Regions from separate parts of the Macaca mulatta genome. Here region 1 is linked to region 2. A link is a contact called in public Hi-C data. All regions are on one chromosome and are shown on one strand. The core of a region is the stretch at or near the end of the contact, and the rest is flanking DNA. Distances in the headings are between cores, read along the strand shown. Region 1 holds the start of MLLT3 (MLLT3 super elongation complex subunit). Region 2 overlaps FOCAD (focadhesin).

The links. Hi-C and Micro-C count contacts between places; a contact is called where the count stands out from the background.
Region 1: a Hi-C map of fetal cortical plate shows a contact between it and region 2, with 5 times the contacts expected there. The contact joins the promoter of MLLT3 here to the enhancer-like site in region 2. A contact is called at or near these places in 8 of 14 Hi-C or Micro-C datasets (blood, cortical neurons, fetal cortex germinal zone and 3 more).

What each region holds. Positions count from the first base shown.
Region 1 is chr15:78,584,616-78,587,315 of T2T-MMU8v2.0, forward strand. It overlaps MLLT3 (MLLT3 super elongation complex subunit), which reads left to right and starts at 1,328. Exons shown (of 11, transcript XM_001108646.5): 1 at 1,328-1,599. The coding sequence starts at 1,588.
Region 2 is chr15:78,273,198-78,275,897 of T2T-MMU8v2.0, forward strand. All of the region lies in intron 27 of FOCAD (focadhesin), which reads right to left. Among named protein-coding and RNA genes, the nearest start is that of HACD4, 100 kb to the left of the region's middle. Within about 2 kb of position 1,319, at least 6 of the 40 cell types and tissues checked have an H3K27ac peak or open chromatin away from gene starts, as enhancers often do. A contact at or near this core is called in fetal cortical plate, where this site is marked.

The sequences.
Region 1 (2,700 bases), core at 78-2,577, 310 kb after region 2:
GGAAAAAGGGGAGTAAAGAAAAGAGACGGCAAAAGAGGTCTAAGGTCTAGGAAGATGCAAGGATCTTTGTTTAACGAACCAAAGTCACACCCATCTTTCACTTTCAAATCAAACGTCTAGATCTTATCCGTTTCCTTTTTAAAGGTTGTCTGCGTTTCTAAAGGAAGCCAGTAGTTGATACTCCTCGCCGCGCCCCACGCGTGGCCGCGCTGTTCTGTCTCCGGCCACTGAGACCAAATACAACGCGAGTGAGAACATTTGCAGAGGCGCGACTCTGGGAACGCTCCTGCGACTGGTTGTCACCGGGGAGTCTAACCGGATTAATACCCAGAGATGGATTACGCTGGCTGTCACCAATACGCCTAAAGATTATAATCCAATTTACGCACATTACAGTCAGTATTAACTTTATCTGTTATTTTAAGACTCCCAGTTGCCCCGCGCGTCCTCAGAGGAAAATCCTCCACGTTCTGATGCAACTCAGCAGGCTGTCAGGAGGGGAAGCCTCCCGAAGAAAACAACTCCAAGCCTGGTCCCCGAGGGTCTGTACCTGGCACCCCCAGGTGTCTTGCCTTCACCTGGGCACCGCTTTATGAAACTTCCCAGCCGGGGATTACCAACGAGGAAGGCGTTCCCTTGCAAGGAAATAGCATCCTTGTTTCTCCCTTGTTCATTTCATTTTCAAATTTTCAGTGGCGGTGGCAGGAGGGCGGGGAGTGAGGGTGGTGGGCGGGTGCCTGTGAGTGGATGGGGCAGGGGGCCAGGGGATCGTTGCGGGTTAGAACAGCCTCAGTGATTGCTATTTTCATGCTCGTTTTTTGCAGGATAGCATTTCTCTCTCTCTCTTTAAATAAGTTTGTTTGGGTGTGAGTTCTTGTCTTTTCAGCACAAAACCATAGAAATACGTGGTGGAAAGTAAAAGAAAGCCCACTCCCTCCTCCCCGTGCGTGCTAGCTAAGGACTTGATTTAACACCCCTTCTCCGGCTGCTGGGGGCTCTAAGCAGTGGCTACATTCCAGCAGTTTTAATCCGTTTTTTATTGTAGGGCGAGCAGAGTTTACACAGGGGCTGGGATGGCTCCCCAGCTGGCCGCTCTCCCTAGTCCCGCGCCCCCTCCCTGCCACCCCCGCAGCAGGAACCTGTTACTTTAAGCAAGGCTTTCCAGTGTGGCGCTGCGGGCCGCCGGGGTTTCGGAAGGTGGCAGGTGATTGGCTCTTTCGAGCTCCCCCTGGCTCGCTCGCTCGGCCTCCCCGCGCGCTCCGCCCCGCCCGCAAGCCCTCCCTCCGCCCCGCGAGGCTCGGAGCCCGGGTGTCAGGCGCCACGGCGCATGCTCCGGAATCATCTTCTTTACCCTGGAGCTGCTGCTGCTGCTGCTGCTTTTGCTTTTGGGGCTGAGTTTAATAAGCGAGCGAGCGAGCGAGCGAGCAAGCGAGCGCGGGGGGAAAAAGGCAGAGAATGTCCGCCATCTACCCTCCGCTCCTGGGCGCGCTCTCATTCATAGCAGCCTCTTCATGAATTACAGCTGAGGGGGGGCGGAGGAGGGGGGGGTACCACACAACACCCCAGCAAACCTCCGGGCCCCCAGGCATGGCTAGCTCGGTAAGTACGCGCAAAAATAATAATAAAAGACCTCCCCCACTTTCCTTCCTCGCCCTGCGCCGCCGCAGCCCAGACAGCGCCAGCGCTCCGCGGTTCCAATTAGAGAAAGGTTGGTACGGCTTGCAGGGAGCTGCCGCCTCTCCCTCAGCCTCCGCTCCCCTCCTCCCCCACCCCCCCGGCGCGCGCGCACACACAGACACACACACACTCACACACGCTCACACTCGCCCCTCCACCCCCCGCGCCTCCCTCCCTCCTCGCCTCTTTGCAATCACAAGAAGCGCACTCACACACTCCCTCTCGCTCACACGCGCGCACTCACACACACACTCACGGTGGAAGGAGGCGAATAATAACTCAGCCATATTTCAGTCGCCGCTGCCGGGAGCTGCGGGCACAGTCCGGGGACGCGGCGAGCAGCCTCGGCGGCCGCACCTCCGCAAAGCGCCGCGGCCGCTACGATGGTGCGTTCTCCGCGGCGCGCGTGTGTCAGCCGGAGTGTGCGGGGCTGACAGCGGCGGGGCCGCACGCAACTTTGCCCCAGCGCCGGGGGGTGCTGAGCGCGAGCCGAGGCTCGGCGGCTGTCCGCCCGCCGCCCTGCCTTTCTGAATTTCATTTTTGAGGGGGAGGTGGGAGATACTTTGGAGCCACTTTGGCTCTTGAAAGTGTGTTGCGGGGTCTCGGTTCGACTGGCCTCGCCGATCGCCTGGGGCTTTTAGTTGGGGGGTGCGGGGTGCTTTAAGTTATGGATGCCTCGGTGTGTTTTCCTGCGGGCGTGTGTGTGTGTGTGTGTTTCAATGTGTGTGTGACGATGTCTCATTTTTGTTGTGCACGAACCCCGTGGCAAGAGCACGGGAGTTTGTGCCCATCAGCAGAGGCTGCCTGTAGTTTCCATTCCGCCTGGCACAGCGCTCCACACGCACGCACACACACACGTACACAAAGACTTCCTCGGCGTGTGCCTGTCGCCGCGGTACTTTCGGGGAGGGGGCTCGCCAGGAACCCTTCGGTCCCTCTGGGTCCCAGCCACCTACCCTTCCACGCCGGAAAACCGCCCCGGCATTGCCTTCTGATTTGTTTCCGATGCATTTGTTATCGTGC
Region 2 (2,700 bases), core at 69-2,568:
AGGAATGACAACCAGGCAGAGAGCACTTTTTAAAACATTTTCCCAAACCAAGACTACAGCAGTTTTGCTCAAGGTGAAGGATTTTTTGCAATGAAACAAATGCCCACATGCACATCTCTTGCATCGCACATACAGACTTAATAGCTTTAACTAAATAAATCCTATAAAAGTTGTCCTTTGGAGTAAAATATACTTAAATATCCTAAACAAATGCTAAAGAAATTATACTTGTATTTTCTGGCGGTTATGACAGAAGCAAGAAGCTGTGGAACAATATTCAGGAGTCTTCTGAATAAATTCTAGATTGGAACTTAAATTCAAGAGATTTTTCAAAAGCCTTAGCAAAAAACGAAATGATTTCCATAATTCTCTCTCTCTCTCTCTCTTTTTTTTTTTTTTTTTTTTTTTTTTGAGACAGCCTTGCTTTCTCACCCAGGCTGGAGTGCAGTGGCACAATGTCAGCTCACTGAAACCTCAGCCTCCTAGGCTCAAGCAATTCTCATGCCTCAGCTTCCAGAGTAGCTGGGACTACAGGCATCTGCCACCATGTCTGGCTGGTCTCAAACTCCTGGGCTCATGCGATCTGCCCACCTCGGCCTCCCAAAGTGCTGCAATTACAGATGTGATTCATAATTCTCTTCTACATGGTGATTTTTTAGTCTCTGAAAAACAACATACTGTCCTAATTCTGTTCCCATTAAAGGACCACATTGGGACACATTTGATATCACTGACTAGTCAAAATCAACAGCTCTCAAAACACTTGCTTTTAGAAAAAAATTTAAACTTTCTCCAAAAATGAAATTATCTGTTAGTATTGTTACTACCTGGTAAAAAAATTTATTAGTATCAAAAGGCAAATATTTGAGATTCCTCAATTCCAACAAATTGGGAAGGTGGGAGCCATGAATAGTTATATTAGTAATGGCATTACTAACACACAGACCCTAAGTAGAAGGAGGATGCTATCAAACACAGGAACATTAGGGTAAAGTTAAAATTTGTAGTTATTCGGTGGGTGCTCAGCTAAGGAAGGAGCTTCCTGATGTCTTTGCCCAGGGTTTCCTTCAGGTGTGAATTCAAGTTAGACAGACAGGAGTGGAAGACAACCTAGGAAGCAGGGTCAAGAGTTCTGGGGGAATCATCATAGGTTTCTCCAGGGAGCATGATTAAGTTAACCACAAATACAAGCTTGTCAGCCTAAAAGCAGCAGCATCTCCTCCTAAGTTAGTGAAGAAAGTAGTCAGAGCCAGAATAGGATGAAATGAGTTGCCTCGAATTAAACTGCCACGGCTCATTTTTAGTTGCAAAACATGTTGCTTGAAAAGATACCAAAGAAAGAGCATGAACACAGATGGTGAAGAGACTGTCATTTGTAGCATACTAGCAAAGGGAAAAAAATCACTTTCAAGTTTTAAGTCTTTAAAAATACTTTGTGTTCTGTCACACACATAAGATATGTAACAGTCAAATCACATGCAAAGGGCAGTTTTTTATTCATCTCCAGAACAAGACCTATGTTTATTAGTGATGGTGAACAGGACAAAATGAATATTCTGGCCATACTGCACTTACGGCCTCAAAGACTAAGAGAATCATCCCAATCATCTGACAGATGTTTCTAAGAGCTGAAAATGATCATCTGAAATATGGTATTCCCCCAAATCAATAGCAATTCACATAAAAGTTTCACATACTGATGTTTGTGAACTTAATGGTCTCAAACTGAAATAAATATAGCATAGTGTCATCCAGTTTATCCACACCAACACCAGTTCTTGCCTTTGGACAGCTAATTTCTGCCAACCAGGAATTTAAAAAGAATCTAATATCACAACAGAATGCCTCTCCCTACTATCATATTTCCAATGTAGGAAAACAGGGATAATTAAAAGTCACTGACATCAAAATATTCATGATAAGCAAATATTCATGTTGTATCCCACTACAATCAATGTAGATACATAAAATTCTAAGACTTGCTAGAAAATAAAGAATAAGCAGTATGAAAAACAAAACAAAAGTAGACTTATGCACTAAAAAAAACTTTCCGATTTAGTGGAATTTTCCACCTGAGTCTATTCCATTAGCTCCATTCAAGGGTCAAGTTAGCAGTCCAAAAATGAGCAATCAAAGTGAACAAAGCACACAGTATAATATGCACAGATTAAGACTCTTTAAAGATTATAAAAATGCGGCTAGGGCACAGGAAAAAAAGCAATATTTAAAGCTGGGTACATGTAGTTCTCAGGTGATTCAGTGATTCCCAACACTCCTTAGGCACTAGAGATATGCCAATCCTCTCCTCTCATTTTACAGTGATGTCAACAAAAGATTGGCAGTTATTTTCATCCCATATAAACCAGAATAAAAGAAGCTTTTTACTTACAGCACCATGAGATTAGACTTTTCTCATGTCCACCACACGTAGGTACCTGGGGCTTTCATCTAAGCATGAAATGATTTTCAAGTAACCAATCACTTTAATACTAGCAACTCTTAAAATACACGAACACCTCCATGATGGTATTTTACATAGATAAATTTACTCATAAAGAAGAAGAAAGGATCAACTTGCCCATTTCAGAAAGTTTGGCAAACACATGTTGCTCAGATACAATGTTTATGTATAGGTGTGTATGGGTACAAAATCCTTTGCAAAAAATCACAAAGAAGAAAAGCAGGAATATTTTAATAAAC